Regions from separate parts of the Sus scrofa genome. Here region 2 is linked to region 1. A link is a contact called in public Hi-C data. All regions are on one chromosome and are shown on one strand. The core of a region is the stretch at or near the end of the contact, and the rest is flanking DNA. Distances in the headings are between cores, read along the strand shown.

Evidence for each region. A called contact is a pair of places that touch in the nucleus more often than the background predicts.
Region 2: a Hi-C map of fetal heart ventricle shows a contact between it and region 1, with 4 times the contacts expected there. The contact joins two enhancer-like sites. A contact is called at or near these places in 2 of 47 Hi-C or Micro-C datasets (embryonic fibroblasts and fetal heart ventricle) and 1 of 2 datasets of contacts at active chromatin or transcription factors (skeletal muscle).

The regions. Positions count from the first base shown.
Region 1 is chr3:97,256,624-97,264,314 of Sscrofa11.1, forward strand. The region is part of intron 2 of LOC106509841 (a long non-coding RNA gene); the gene reads left to right. Among named protein-coding and RNA genes, the nearest start is that of ZFP36L2, 60 kb to the left of the region's middle. Within about 2 kb of position 3,113, at least 27 of the 83 cell types and tissues checked have an H3K27ac peak or open chromatin away from gene starts, as enhancers often do.
Region 2 is chr3:97,345,661-97,353,351 of Sscrofa11.1, forward strand. No RefSeq gene overlaps it. Among named protein-coding and RNA genes, the nearest start is that of ZFP36L2, 150 kb to the left of the region's middle. Within about 2 kb of position 4,066, at least 7 of the 83 cell types and tissues checked have an H3K27ac peak or open chromatin away from gene starts, as enhancers often do.

The DNA.
Region 1 (7,691 bases), core at 1,863-4,362:
CCGGGCTGCTGGTGGGTCCCGATGGCAGAGGTGGAGGAAGGAGGGGAGAAGGGTGGCCCCTATTGATGGGGACTCTGGGGCTTGGGCAGGCCGGGCTGAGACAGTCCCAGTGGTGTTTGATAAAAGGAAGGAGCTCTTTCTGTTCAGTAAATATTATAAGAAAAGCCTGTCTCCAGGGAACGGCTCCCTCCCGTTCCCCGCTTGGGGGCCAAAGTCCCCAAGGGGCCAGTCTGGAGGCTTCTTTTATGTGACTGTAAAGTAATCCAGGGCCTGGCAGGGTCGAGGCTGGGCGGGCACTGACACGCAGGGCGGCATTGATGCGGTCAATGATTACCTTTTATGCCTTGCCATAAAGGCAACCGCCCGGCCCTCCGGACAATGCCCCCTCCAGACAATGCGTCAGGAGGGTGGGTGTACACACACACACACACACACACACACACACACACACACACGGCTGCTGGCAGGGACCAACACACACACACACACACACACACACACACACACACACGGCTGCTGGCAGGGACCAACACACACACACACACACACACACACACACACACACACACACACACGGCTGCTGGCAGGGACCAATCCCTGTCTGAGATCTCTGGGGACATCCTCAAAAGGTGGTCCCTGGAGCCTTGGTTCAGGAGCTAAAGGGGTTTGGGTGGCCGAAAATGGGACTCAGTGAGGTTCAAGACACAAAAGAGCTACCTCCAGGGTCCTGGATCCTGTTCCAGGTGGGTCTAGGCATGGGGGTGGGGTGGTCACCCAGCCTTAGGTACCAAGTCTCAGTGGGAAGGTGGGTATTCTAGGGCAAGTCAAAGATTCCCATTTTACAGGTGAGGCAGTTGAGGTCTGATGCACAGCGACACGCCCAGTGGCAGAGCTGGGAGTAGGACCCTGGGCCTCTCTGGCAGCACCAGACCCAGGGGGTCCAGGTGGGAACGTCAGGTGTCAGGAAAGGTTTGGGTCACTCCTCAGAGAAAACATCTCCCCCAGGACAGAGGGAGCTGGGAGGGACCTGAGGGCCTGGCCTTGAGGTTAATACCAGGAAGACACCAAGAAGCCATTTCTCTCACATGGCTGTGGGCCACATGTAGGTCCCTTCCCACAGCCTTCTTACCCTGTCCTTGTGGGTACACACCCTGCCCACCTGTAGTGGGGAGGCTGGCTGTAAGGGGGCAGGGCTGGGGCAGAGATGGCCAGATTAATATTCTACCTCTTGGGCTGATAAGGCCCAGGAACTTTGTCCTGGCAGACAGGCTGGAGGAGCAGGGGCTGTAGCCCCTGGTAGGGGGTTCTGGCAGGTTCCGGTGCCTGGGGCATCACTGTGGGGTGCCCGAGACTGGGGGTCAGGACTGGCATCACGTCCTCTCCCAGCTGTGGGGAGGGCTCTGCACTCCCGTCTCGGTGGACATGGTGGGGATCAAACCAAAGACTCCATGAGTTCCCGTTGTTGTGCAGCAGAAATGAAACCAACTAGGAACCATGAGGTGGTAGGTTCGATCCCTGGCCTCGCTCAGTGGGTTAAGGATCCGGCGTTGCTGTGAGCTGTGGTGTGGGTCACAGATGAGGCTTAGATCCTTCGTTGCTGTGGCTGTGGCATAGGCTGGCAGCTACAACTCTGATTCGATCCCTAGCTTGGGAACCTCCATGTGCCGTGGCTGCGGCCCTAAAAAGCAAAACAAACAAACAACCCCCCCCAAAGACTCCACAGGGCATCTCTCGGACAGGTCCGGCTGCTATCTTGAGGAAAGAGGGCTGTTATTCACAGCGGTTATAAATGCTTCGTGGAATCAGAGTGAAGTTGCTTTGAGCTTGAGCCAGAATGCTCCAATCAACCTTTGGCTCTGATAAAGATAAGAGGACCCAAGGTGATAACACACAAACCAGAAACTGTCAACAGGTGCTAATTAGGGCACTGGGTGCTGAGCCGCACCCACTACACCTGACGGAGGGGAGCGGACTCAGGTGGGGAGCCAGGGCCTGATCTGGGTGGGGGAAGATAAAGGCTCACTGCTGTACTTTCGTCTTAATGGCCTTTTTGTCACCTCCTCCATCCAAGGACTTCCCCACGCCCCTCCCCACCCCCATTCCTGCCTACCTGGCATTACATAACGTAAGACGAAAGAACAAAATACATTTGAACGTTGTGTAATAAAACATGATGGGCGTGATGTAACGCGGCGGACAGCGTCCCGAATTGGGAGCCAAGAGTCCCGGACTGTCGTCTTGCTCTGCACGACCTTGAGCCCGTCGTTACGCTGCGAACTCCAGCCACCCCACCCCCCCAACTGCCACAAAATGGGGGGTGTTGATGGGGCAGTTGTAGAGTAATCCCCCCTTGGGGTCCCTGCCAGGTCTAAAGTTCAGGCTTCTCTGCCGCAAAACCCTGCAGTCTGTGAAGCGCACGAAACATGTCGCTGGTGCCATCCCGCCACGCTGGGGTGTGTGTGACACTTGACAGAGGCACAAGTCTATCTGCGGGAGGGGGAGCCGACAGAGGGCTCGGAGGTGAGGACAGGTCTCAGAGCTCCTGGAATCCCTCTCTCTGTCTGAGCCAGAGGTCACCGAGCCTGCTGCCTGCTCTTGGGGCACTCAGGCTATTTTTAACTCGGTGCCCCTTAAATAAACATGGCATCGGGCTGATGGCTGAGTCCCCTCCCCCCCAAGTGGACGCACAAACTGAAGTGGCCACCGAGAAGTGACCCAGGGTGCTGAGCCAGGGCTCCCTGTCTTCAGGTGCACGCTGGGCCCACTCAAGCCAGAGGAGCTCCTGGGGGGACCAGCACCACCCCTGTCGCATGTTCAGCCCGGCACAGATTCTACCTCCCATCAGCAAGGCCCATCCTGAGAGCAGGGCAGGGGCTTGCCACTCTCTTCCTGGGAAAAGAGCTGGACAGGGAGAAATGCAGGGATGGGGTGCAGGGGGGAGACGTGGCCGGAAAGTGGGACGAGGGCCCAGACCGGCCTTCCTCTGGTCAGCTTCCCCAGGCAGCAAAGGGTTACCTGCACGGCCAGCTTGCCGGGCTCAGAGCTGGGCAGTGACTCAGACCTGGGCCCGCCCACCTGCTCTCACGGGGCCAGTGACACAGGAGAAGGGCACACATCAGTGCTCCGGGGCTGAAGTAACAAGCTCAACAGAACTCACTCCAGGGGGCAGGGGCTCTAGGCTAGAGGTCTGCTCGTCCTGTCCCCGGGGGAGGGGGGCACTGGCCAGGGCGAGGGCAGGGGCGCTCAGGAACGGGGGAGTCCCAGGAAGGTGGTACCCAAGTGAATGTTGAAATATGGATAGAAACGCATCCCTCTGTCCCTCTGTATGTAGCCTTGCTCAGCTGCAGTTTCCTCACCTGAACAAGGCTGGCTAGTAGTGCTCAGATGCTGAGAGCTGACTCAGGGAGGTGGGAGGGAGGGTGTTTTTCAGGCAGAGCCAATGGGGTATACATGGGGGTAAAGACAGAAGAAAATGAAACACCCCAAACCTAAGCCCTCAGACTGATCCTGGAAAGCGGCGTGGAGCCCAGCTTGTGCCTCTGTGTGCTGGGACGGGAACTGGCTTCGGGAAGATGCGGGGCTGGCCACGCAGCCACTGCCAAGTCCAGCCAGGGAGGGGGCCCATTAGGGCAGAACCAGGAGCAGAAATCCCCAGGGCTTGACCATGGCTTCCCAAGATTGAGTCAGGGGTCAAGGTTTTGCATATGGAGGTTCCCAGGCTAGGGTTCGAATTGGAGCTGTAGCTGCCAGCCTACACCACAGCCACAGCAATGCAAGATCTGAGCCACGTCTGCAACCTACACCACCGCTCACAGCAACACCGGATCCTTAACCCACTGAGTGAGGCCAGGGATTCAACCCGCTTCCTCGTGGATCCTAGTCGGATTCGTTTACCACTGAGCCACAACGGGAACTCTTTGGCTACTTTTATTGTGAGGCTAGTGTAGTGGGGGGAGGCTTTGAAGTGCTGCAGAGGAGGAGTCTAGGGGTATGTGTTTGTGTGCAAGAGAGAGAGGACTGTAGTGCTGAGGCATATTCGAAGGATCGAGTCCCCTCAGCAGCCAGTATCTGTGCCTGTTCTAGGGAGGGAGCCAGAGGCACAGACCCCTTTCCCAGGCCTCTGGTCCTGCTCTCTGGTACCAGGAGGTGTTGGGGCCTCTGCAGGAGAGGCCAGGAGGCCACACCCCACAAGACTGTTCTGGTTCAGCCTGGCACCTGCACTATTTCATCTCTAGTAAGAGTGTGGCTGAATGTGAATGGGGGTGCGTGTGTGTGTGTGTGTGTGTGTGTACGCACATGTGGCATTTCGAGATCAAAGAATGCTTAGAAGTTCCTGCTAAAAGGTCAGGCCAGTGAGGAGTGAGGGCCTGGCCCGTCTCCTCAGGCCCTGGCATAGGACACAGCCTTCCCACCCAAATCTGCTGGGCCTCAGGGGCATCAGAAGCTGACGGGCCTCTGACTCAGGCGGAGCCAGAAGGAGGGGCTGGAAGTGCCAGGCTGAGGAGGGGCAGGTTAGTCATCCGCTGAGCGCAGGCAGGACATTGAGCTTCGGGCGAGAGGCTTTCCTGCCACCGAAACAACAGCCAGGGCTGGGGCCAGGGGTCACCACGCAGGATAGGACGAGCTCTTGGGGTCCCTGAGCAGGAGGACGAGGTCCTGGTGCCTGAGCCCAGGTCCAGGAAGGTCTTTGGGGATTTGCTGCAGCGCTGTGTTGCTGGCAGCTCACGGGCAGGCTGCTCGTCTGTCCGTGCAGAGCGGCGAGCCTCCAGGGGCAGGTCCACAGCACCCAGCACAGGGCTGGGCCCCGCAGGAACACACTCCCTGGTCATGGGGTGGGACTGAGCAGAGCTGAGACAAGAGTGCTGGAGACCCGAACTCCTCTGAGGCCAAGAGGACACACCAGGATGGGGAAGGAGCTGCGAGTGTCCCATCTGCCAAGGCCTCTGCCATGGAGAAGAGGAACGGCCCCGATACCCCAGGGATGCTCCAAGCTTCCTGGCCCCAAGACAGGGACTGTGGGTAGGACCCTCCTCAGCTTATGCCAATTCTGGCTGCACAGGCCCCGTGGAAAATCTCCCCTGAAAGAAGCTGTCTTGGAGCTTTCCAGGAATGCTGGCCCCAGGGGCGGAACTAGGGTGGCAGCCGAGGGGAGAGGCATAGGGTGGTATGTTCCAGAATAGACTTGGATCCAAATACGAGAGCACTGTGTTCCCACAGGCCTGATGCCTGGCTGTGGAGGAACCAGGAGGTCACCGATGTGCCTGGCAGCACCAGGATGAGGCAGACTGTGTGTGTGTGTGTGTGTGTGTGTGTGTGTGTGTGTGTGTGCCAGAGAGAGAGAGAGGCAGGGCTGGGAATGACCTGTAATGTCACATGTCCATGCCTCTGGTGCCAAAGGCAACCAGGACCAAGTAATCTCATGTTTACTTTAAAAAAAAAAAAAACTATAAAAAGAGACATAGTATGGTATAGTGGTTAAAAGTGTGGAACCAGTCTGGGTTTGAATCCGGATTCCTCAAGCCACTCCTGGCTGCTGTGATTTTAGTATATTGGTTCCTCTATCTCTGTGCCTTGGTTTCCACCCCTGTGAAGTGGGCATCAGAATAGTTATCTACCTTGTAGGGTCCCTGCGGGGATTACAAATAAAGTGCTGAGAAAAGAGCCTGACTCGGTGAACCCTGTCCGGGTGTGACTGGCCCTTCTAAAGGAATGAAACTCCATGTCAATCAATCAATCAGTGCCAGCCCAGGCCCAGGCCAGGGTGAGATCTGGCCAACGGAGCCCAAATGGGGCGTGGAAGGGCTGCCAGCGTTAGCACATCCCGAGTCCCCAGACCTGCTGAGTTGGCAGAGGGTCTGCCCTGGGAATGTCCAGCCCTAAATAAAACCCTAGAAAAGTGCCTGGGTTTCCCAAGGTGTTGGTAGGTGGAGGGAACAGGGGGTTAGGAGACCCTGGCTTTAGCTTGAGGTCTCCTTCTGTGGCCTGATAATCTCCCTTGCCCTTGTTGGAGGGCTGGGCCTGGCTGACTGGTCAGTTGTGCATCTTTTCTATGGCAAGTGGAAGCTCAAGGGTGCAGGGCTCCCTCCCTCTATGGGATGGCTGAGACAAATGTGTGCTTGTGGGGTTCAAAGCCCCCAGCCCAGAGTTGCTCCCCTGCTCTGATTAGAATTCCACAGCAGCTAGTCCGCACCAGCCTATTAGGCACTATTTTTTTTTTTTTTTTTTTTGTCTTTTTAGCACCATACCTGCAGCATATGGAAGTTCCCAGGCTAAGGGGTCGAATTGGAGCTACAGCTGCCGGCCTGCACCACAGCCACAACTACTAGGGATCCGAGCCATGTCTGTGAGCTACACCACAGCTCACAGCAATGTAGGATCCTTAACCCACTGAGCAAGGCCAGGGATTGAACCCGCGTCTTCATGGCTACTAGTCGGGTTTGTTAACCACCGAGCCATGATGGGAACTTTAATTATGCACTATTCTTAGCTGATTTATATTCCTAATGATTTCACCCAGCTGGTAAGTTGGTCAGTCAGTCAACAAACATTTAGGCCCTGTTGTGTGTCCCACTGTTAAACTTTAGGTATGCAGAGATCTGTCTTGAATGATAGGTCTGGTATGTGGGGTTCAGGAGTGAAATGGGGAAAGGGTTCCTAGTTGCAGGAATAATGTGGATCCAAGCATATGAAAGGAGAGAACCCCCCTAAGGTGTCAGATGTTGCTGGATGGAGGGCAAATGTGAGGTGCTAGGGTAGGAGGCAGGGTTGGAGGGTGAAGCATGAAGGACCCTGTGGGTCCAGCTTTCTCTGGGAAGAGCTATTGAAGGTGCTCCGAAATCCCATAGGGTTGGGTCCAGAAGCTGTTCAATGCACATTTGTAGATTAATGACAGCATGGTGTTGGGGTGTATCTGAGGGGCCAGGTGGCCCCATACATTGTAGACCATGTGGTTGGCTCATTCTGTTGCTATGCAGTTTGGTAGTTGTGGTGTTTGGGGGACTGGTGTTTGGGTGCCAGTGTGTCAGTGAATGCACCTGTGTGTGCATCAAGTGTCTATGGGGTTGATTCTGCCAGCGGCTGTGTGTGTGTGTGTGTGTGTGTGTGTGTGTGTGTGTGCGCGCACGTGAGCCATGATTGGGGTACTCCCCAGTTGCTGGGAGGCTATTTTTGGAGGTATTAGCCCATAGATATGGCGCTGACCCCACCCCATCCTATGCACACCTGCACAGGTAAGAACACCAGGAGGTGATCCATTTCTGGGCTTGTACTTGGCTGGAAAGTGCATCTCTGGGCATCAGGCCAAGCAGGTGTCTGCCTCCCTGGGAACCTGGTCTGGGAAAGGAGACAGGGAATGGAGCTGGGGTGGGAGTGGTCTGCAGGGGAAGTAGCTGGGTCTTCAGGCTCTTGTGGGGCTTCAGAGAGTGACCCCAGTGGCCAGCCACCCACTTCTGTCTTTCCATTTGTCTATTCATGCTCCTGTGTCTTTCAGTCCATCTGCTAGTCTATGCATATGTCCATCCATTGGCCACTCATCTGTCCTTAGTGCTGTCCCTAGTCCTCCCTTTATCAGCTTGCCCCCCTCAGTCACCTTCTTCTCCAGTCTACTGATGCAGGCTCTGACTATAAATCTCACCCGACCTTCAGTCGCTCTGGGATCACAGCATCCCCTCCTCATCCCTGGTGCTCAGCCT
Region 2 (7,691 bases), core at 2,816-5,315, 90 kb after region 1:
TGGTTTGTTCATTGTGACAAATGCAGCCTACTAATGTAAGGTGCTATTAGTAGGGGAAATTGGGTGTGGAGAATATGGGAGCTCTCTGTTACTCTCGGCCCAATTGTTCTGTGAATCTAAACTATTCTGCAAAAAACCTTTATTTAAAGAATCGAAAGCCTTATGCTGGTAATTAGCTGCAGCTCACGGCTGAGCCAAGTGGAATTGAGGGAATGCCTTTGGAAAGGTTTCAAGGCAGTATGGAGAGGATTTCAGAAACTGCTTAGGGCTGAGAAGCACAGCCAGGGAGGCAGGGCCAGGGAGGAAGTCTGCACAAGCCCCGGCCTGAGAGGAGGCGCCGGAGGGAAAGGAAGCCTTGATCTGGGAGAGCTTCTAGAGCAGGTAGGGAGTGATAGCCAGGCTCCTTGCCCGCCTACCTCTTCCTGGACAACCTCGTCAGCCTGCCAGGGCCAGCCCTGCTCCTCATCTGTGGGCAGCTCACAAGGGGAATTCAGGACTCGGCCCTGGAATCAGAAAGGCTCGCCACTTGCCAGCTCTGTGACCTCAGATAAGGCTAACGCCCTCTCTGAGCCTCAAAATGCTCATCTATACAAAGCGGTGGGAAAACTGGCATCCAGTGCCCCTGAGGCTAAGACCTGGCACGCCCTGGAGACTTCCTTCCCTCTGCTCAGCCCTGAGCAAGAGCTAATGGTCAGTTGCTTTTCCTTTATTCTTGAGATCCAGTTCTTCTTCTAGTCCCAGGCCCAATGTGGCAGTTGCAAAACACGGGCCCCAGTTCTGACACTCCTTCCATTGGGTGAGGTTTAGATCTCTTCCCCTTGAACCTGGGATATGTGACTGCTTCAACCAGTAGAATACGGCAAAAGTGATGCCAGGCCAGTTTCTGGGTCTAGGCTTCAAGAAACTGTCACTTTCCGTTTCCGGTCTGTTGAGATTCTCACTCTTGGAACCCAGCTGCCATGGCGTGAGGAAGCCCAAGCAGCCCGTGGAAAGCCCACGTAGGGAGCACCGTCCTTGGCTCTCAGTCCAGGCGGAGCTCCCAGCCAGCAGCTGGTTCTCACTTGCTAACCTTGTGAATGAGCTGTCTTGCTCGTGGGTCCTCCTGTTCTCAGATGAGCTGCCCCAGCCACCACCTTGTAGAACAGAACCTAACCTTTCCCATCCTGTCCTGCCAGGCTGTAGATTCATGAGCTGAAGAGGCAACTGATGATGTCTTAAGCCACTAAGTTTTGGGGTCGCACAGCCATAGACACCTGAGCATCTGGTAACGAGAGTCTCTTCTCTATATAGGAGTTGTGGTGTGGTGGTTTAGTGCATAGACTCTGAAGCCAGACTGCCTGGTTCAAATCCTGACCCTACATCCATAGCTCTAGGCAAGTTACCCACTCTCCCTGGCACTTCACCTGTATAGTAGGAACATTACAGAATTGTTGGGAAGATTAAATAAACTAAAACACATAATTTCCATTGAGAGGCACCTGCGTGTACGCAATTACTCTGCCTGCTCAAGTCAAGCCGTCAGCCCTCCCAGGTGCTGGGGTGCTAGCCAGTGGGCCCACCTTGGAGGACCTGTCATCTAAGACTATGCTTGCTTAGCCCCTAGGCTCCCCAAGCTGACTTCCAGATGCCACCAGCCTGTCTCTCTGGACCACGAGTTATTGCCTGTGCCTTGCTCACTGTCACAGCACTTCGTCCCCTGGTCTCTTCCTACACCTCCCTGATTCTGACTGCCTGTTTTACTTGCTTTCAGCTGGGGCTGTTCAGGGAATAAGAAAGATTTGTTAGGTGGCTGTGGAGTTCCCCACCGATGGGCTAGATTTTCGTTCATAAACTTCCCTGGGAAACAGAAGTTTATCCTCCACACATCTCACAGGAAGACAAGGATTTGTTGCTAAAATCAGAGTTCAGGAGGAACCGGACACATTTTGGGTGAGTCTTGCTATGGGGAAGCCAGAGAGTTTTCACAGGCCCCAGCAACTGCCCAGTGGGCGAGGCAGACTCCCAAGGAAGCTAACATTTCATCTTAATTAGATTTAGCCAGAGAGAAACCAACATGCTCTAAGACTTTCCCACACGCGTCTTTGTGCAGCTTCTGAGAGCTCAGCTGTGCTTCTGGGCCAGCCTGCATCCCAGGACCCAGGTTTCATCAGCTCTAGGAGCGCCCTTTTGCTGAAGGAATGCAGCAACCTGGGCCAGAGGGAGGGGGGTGTTGAAATTCCTTTGGAAGGGGGACTGATGCCCAGCCTAAGGTATCAGAAGAGCAGCCTGAGTTTTGAAGCTTGTGGGGCCTCAAGCCCTATTTAAAGATGGTCACGTGGAGTTCCCGCTGTGGCTCAGAACCTGACTAGGATCCATGAGGACTCGGGTTTGATCCCTGGCCTTGCTCAGTGGGTTAAGCATCTGTCGTTGCTGTGACCTGTGGTGTAGGTCACAGATGCAGCTCGGATCTGGTGTGGGCTGTGGCTGTAGCTCCAATTCCACCCCTCACCTGCATGCCGTGGGTGCAGCCCTAAAAAGCAAAAATGCTTCCATCTGCCTGGAAGCATGACCTGCTTAGTGTGGGGAAGCCATGTTCGTGATATGGACCCCAGGAACAGAATTTGGAAACCGTCCGCCTTCCTCCCCGCCCTCTGAGGAGACGGACAGCTGGGAGGATTGAAAATCTGCACCAAACCTGACCACAAGGGCTGGGCACATGGAAGACACAAGCGCCCCCTTAGGGAGGACGGGTTCTGTCACATCTGCTCCACGAGGGGCCGGACAGGATGAAGGAGCATCCTGGCCTCCAGGAGGACTGGGGCCTGACTGCAGGGAGAGACAGGAGTCCCAGTGGGACCCGGGGTGGGGTGGGGGCTGGGTGAGCCTTTTGCCACCGCCCTCCCCACCCCTACCCCCAAGGCCACCTGACTCCCAGGGGGAGCTGCTGAGAGGTCCGTATCTGGAGGTGTTTAGGGGGTGTTGAGTGGGAACAATGTGTCAAGAAGAGAGAGCTCTGCATCTGACCACAGTGACCGCATCACAGAAATTCCTTAACCTCTTGGAATCTCATTTCTAAAATGGAGATGATACGGCACAGGCGCACGTGCGCACACGCCACCACCATCACCGCCAAGAACAACGCATTTCCAGAGCAAAGTTTTGTTTTTTTTTTTTTGTCTTTTGTCTTTTTGTCTTTTGTTGTTGTTGTTGTTGCTATTTCTTAGGCCGCTCCCGCGGCATATGGAGGTTCCCAGGCTAGGGGTTGAATCGGAGCTGTAGCCACCGGCCTACGCCAGAGCCACAGCAACGCGGGATCCAAGCCGCATCTGCAACCTACACCACAGCTCACGGCAACGCCGGATCGTTAACCCACTGAGCAAGGGCAGGGACCGAACCTGCAACCTCATGGTTCCTAGTCAGATTCGTTAACCACTGCGCCACGATGGGAACTCCCCAGAGCAAAGTTTTTTGGCTTGGAAAGTTCTTTGATCTGTTAGCCGGTCCTGTGACAAGAAGAGGAGCTAGAAGAGAAGGTATTTCCCAAACCTAATTGGTCTCCCAGCCCCTTTCTGGAAATAGGAGCCTCTCTTGGAGGGAATGATCAATTCAATAGTCCTTTGCCCTGGCCGGCTGCACAGTAGAATATCCCAGAGCCTAAACATAAATGAATAAATATGGCATGACCTTACTTCAGAGTCATGGAATCCTCGTGGGGCCCAGAGGCTGTAGCGCTTTAAGGCGCAGATGATTCTCACCAGCAGGTAGGATCGAGGGATTGAGGTCCATGGCATTGGATTTAATGGAAAACCCACAGACATGCCTCCCTTTCCCCACAGACACAAGATGCTGACCCCCTCGGACGCACATCTAGATGTCTCCAGCGCCTGGCAGGGCTCAGTGGAGAAGGTCACTACATTGAATGGAGGCTCAGGCTCCTGCCTCCCAGGGCCCTTGCGTTCCTCAGCCTCCGCTGCCTTTGGGGCGCCTTCACAGCCATGGTGGCTGGGCAGCCACTGTGTGTGCGCTGGCCCTGACCTTAGCAGCGTCGCCAGCCTGGCACGGCCAGGGTCCCCCTCACAGGTCTGGTGTGTAGCTGGCTGGAGGCCCAGAATCTGTCGGCAGCTTCATTGAGATGCTGCCCCAGCTCTGCCCTAGTTCAACTTTCAGAGCCCTCGGCACCCACCCGGGCTTCCCCCTGCTCCCTGTCTCAACTTCTGGGGGCCCAGGTCGGGTGGGGGCCTGTCTCCTAGTGCTGACTGGTTGAGGTAGGATAGAGCCAGCTGGACCATGCAGCTGTGGGGAGGGCCTGGGCAGCCCACCCTGAAGAAGGGACCCTTTCTCAGGTCCACTGACTTAGAGGGGGCTGTTTTTTTTGTAGCTTGCCTCTCCCTGTGAGAGTGCCTTTTTAAACAAATTTTATAATGGCTTTTATTTTCTCCATTACAGCTGGTTTACAGTGTTCTGTCAATTGAGAGTGCCTTTTCTGACACGCAGAAAGGGGCTGTGGGTGTAAAGGGTGGCCTGGCCTGGGTTCTGCCTTCTGGTAGCTTGCGGGTTCAGCCCTAGGACTCCAGCCCAGCCCCACCCCACCATGAAGAGAAGAAGCATCTTCTTCTCCAAAGTCAAGGCCAGCCCAGTAGCCCCACCAAACCCAGAAGGAGAGGGCTGAGCACATGGCTGTGTGGAAAGTGTCTTGGGCTCTCCAGGCGTTTCCTAAGCCCAGAGTCCCTATCATACCCCCCCGGTCAGCAATGTGTCTGTGGGAACAACCAGGAGAGGACTGACAATCACACTTATCTTCCTTGCTTTTGAGATGCCACGACTCTTTAGATTTTCTCTCCCAAACACCTGCTTATACACGTACCACAGCCAGCGTGACATTGCAGGGGGTGGCACAGGTCTATGAACCGCTCCCCCAGGTAGAGACCTCTGCTCCAGAAATACGGGCTCTTGGCTGATGCTCTGGCCCTGCCTCTGCTGCTCTTTCCTCGCCTGCTTCCTGGGCGCCCCCTGTGCTCATCCAGAGACAGGGCTCTTTCTTCCCAGGCAGGACAGCCCAGAATTGGCTGAGGCCAGTCTGTGGGCTGGCACCTAGCTGGCTACCTGGGGGCTCCCCACCTGGAGTGGGGTGACTACAGTGGGTGCGGTGGGCGCTCTGCCCAGATCCCTTTACCAGCTGCTGTGAGACTTGCCGCTAAGGCTCACTGCACCCCCTTCTCTGGAGAACTGTCCTGGCACGTCCCAGGCACCCCCATCCCCCCGCCCCCAGCCTGTAGCGGGTGATCGACGCAGAACCTCGCAGGCTGGGCCAGGGCTGTGTTATAAGTCATCTCCAGAGCCCTTGGGATCAGGCTGGAGCCGGAGGCCACCACATCCTTGCTGCGGTCCTCCTCTGTCCACCCTGCTTCCCTCACTGCCTTGCTCCCCGGGCACTCCCCCAGTTCAGCATTCTCACAGGGATCACCCCTTCAGGCTCTGCTTCTCAGAACCTAACCTGAGACACAGGCTTGGCCTACAAGAACTCTGAGGGCCCCTGGCTCCAGACGTGTGTGGCTATGGGGCAAGGAGGAAGCGGTCATTGTCTGTGGCGGCTCAGAGCAGACAGAGGATGGCGGAGGTTGGAGCCTGAGCTGGGGGCTCCAGTCTGGGCAGAGAAGGAAGGCCAGGGTCGGGGCTGCTCAGCCTGCCTCTGTCCTCCCGTTCCTCGGCCCCCACCCTGAGCCTGGCCTCTGGGAGCCACACATTATTCATCCTGCCTTCTCCATGTGGCCACTGAGGACAGAGAGTCACTCTTCTCAGGGCCTCAGTGTCCCATGGAACCGAGGGCCTCTGCAGACACCTTGTCCCTGCCCCATGTGCATGTGTGTGCATGCGTGTGCGTGTGCTTGTGTGTGTGTGACAGAAGCCAGACCCTCGGCAGGAAAGAACCTGGGGAGATTGAGTACTGGGTCTTCCTGTGGCGTGGAGAAAGGGGTTGACTGGTGGCGGGAGCAGCTGGCCTGACCCACACAGCTGGCAGCTGAATTGTGAATTTGGGGAAGCAGGCTTCCTGCAAACTTCCTTCCCCTTTCCCACTAGGAGGAAGGAGTCTCATAACTTCCCTCCCTCGTGCTGACTCTGCTGCTCCCTGGGTGGATGGGCAGGTGGGGCAGCATCGAGCACAAAGGCAGGAGTACGAAGCATTTTGGGCACTGTCGTTGGCCAAGGTGGGGCCTGCTTGGGGCTCTTCACATCGCATCATGTAGACCCGGCCCTGATCTCAAAGAAGAGGGAAAGGCCTTTGACGCTTGGGTCTTTCTGCTGTGCTCCCCCGCGGCCCTGCACACACAGCTGCCTGCTTGCCTGGCACGACAGCCTGGGGGCACTGCGGGAGCAAAATCTGGAAGGGAATCAGCGCCCAGGTGACGGGCTGAGGAGGAGGAACTGCTGGGTGTTCTGCTCACCCGCTGATGTCCCATGTCTGACTGGCCTGCATCAGCACTCCTGGGCCTGTGCAGCTGGTCCCTTATGTGCTCAGCCTGTGGGAGGCCACCGGCACCAGAGGACACTCTGGCCGCAGCAGGTGGAAGGAGGGTGGTGGCCCAGCGCCTGGCCCTGGGGGCTGTGGCCATTGTGCTTGCAGCCTGTTTATCCTAAACCTTCCTTCCTTTCACTGCTGGGAGCCAGGAAAGCCTCAGCTCTGTGGGCTCCAGGGTGGGGACTGTGCACGTTTAAACTGTGGGGTTTGTGAAAACCTCATAGTCACACACGTGTGATCAGTGTTGGGGGAGCCAATGTAGACTTTTTGGGGACAGCTTAGTTAAAGATGTTTGTAGCTTCTGACTCAGCAATCCACGCCTGGGAATTGATCCTAAGGAAACAATTCTAAGTTCACACAAGGTGTGTGTATAAAGTCGCTTATCTAGCCTGATTTAGAACTGATTCCGGGCAATGGGAGACTGGAACGTTCACACAATGGAGAACTTGGCAGCCATTTACATGGTGATGGAATTATCAATAAAGCGACCGTGAACATTCTGGTACATGTGTTTTGGCAGGCATAAACACGTCTTTCTCTTGGGTTTGTACCCAAGATGGAATTTCTGGGTCAAAGAGTGATGTATGTGCAACTTGAGCCAATGCTGCTGAACAGTGACTGTTCCAACACCCCTGCCCCCACCAGGTGGAGCTTCATTTGCTCCACCATCTTCACATGGATTGTCAGCCTGTTTCATTTTGGCTTTTCTAGGAAATGTGTAAAGGTGTCGCCTTGTGGTTTTCATCTGCATTTCTGAATATATGTCAACAGGAAAATGGATAAACACATTGTAGTATATTTGTAAGGTGGAAAATTACACAGCAGTGAAAAAGAATGAACTACTGAGTCATGTGATGACATGGATGTAACTCCAAAAAACATGGCTCAGAGGGGAAGAAGCCAAACACAGGAGAGTATACGTACTGTGTGACTCTATTTAGATGCAAATCCCAAGCAGGCAAAACCATCTAAAATGAGAGCAGTCAGAACAATTTTCTATGAGGGTGGGGAAGCCCTAGGAAAGAGACGAGGGAAGCTTCCGAGTGTTGGAAATGTTCCATACTTTGATCTGGATGGTGGTTAAATAAGTGGATGTCTACGTAAAATCTTATCAAGCTGAATAATTTTGCATTTTGTTGTCTCTAATACACTTGTATTGAACTTTAAAAAATAGTTTGCCAAAAAAGAAAGAAAA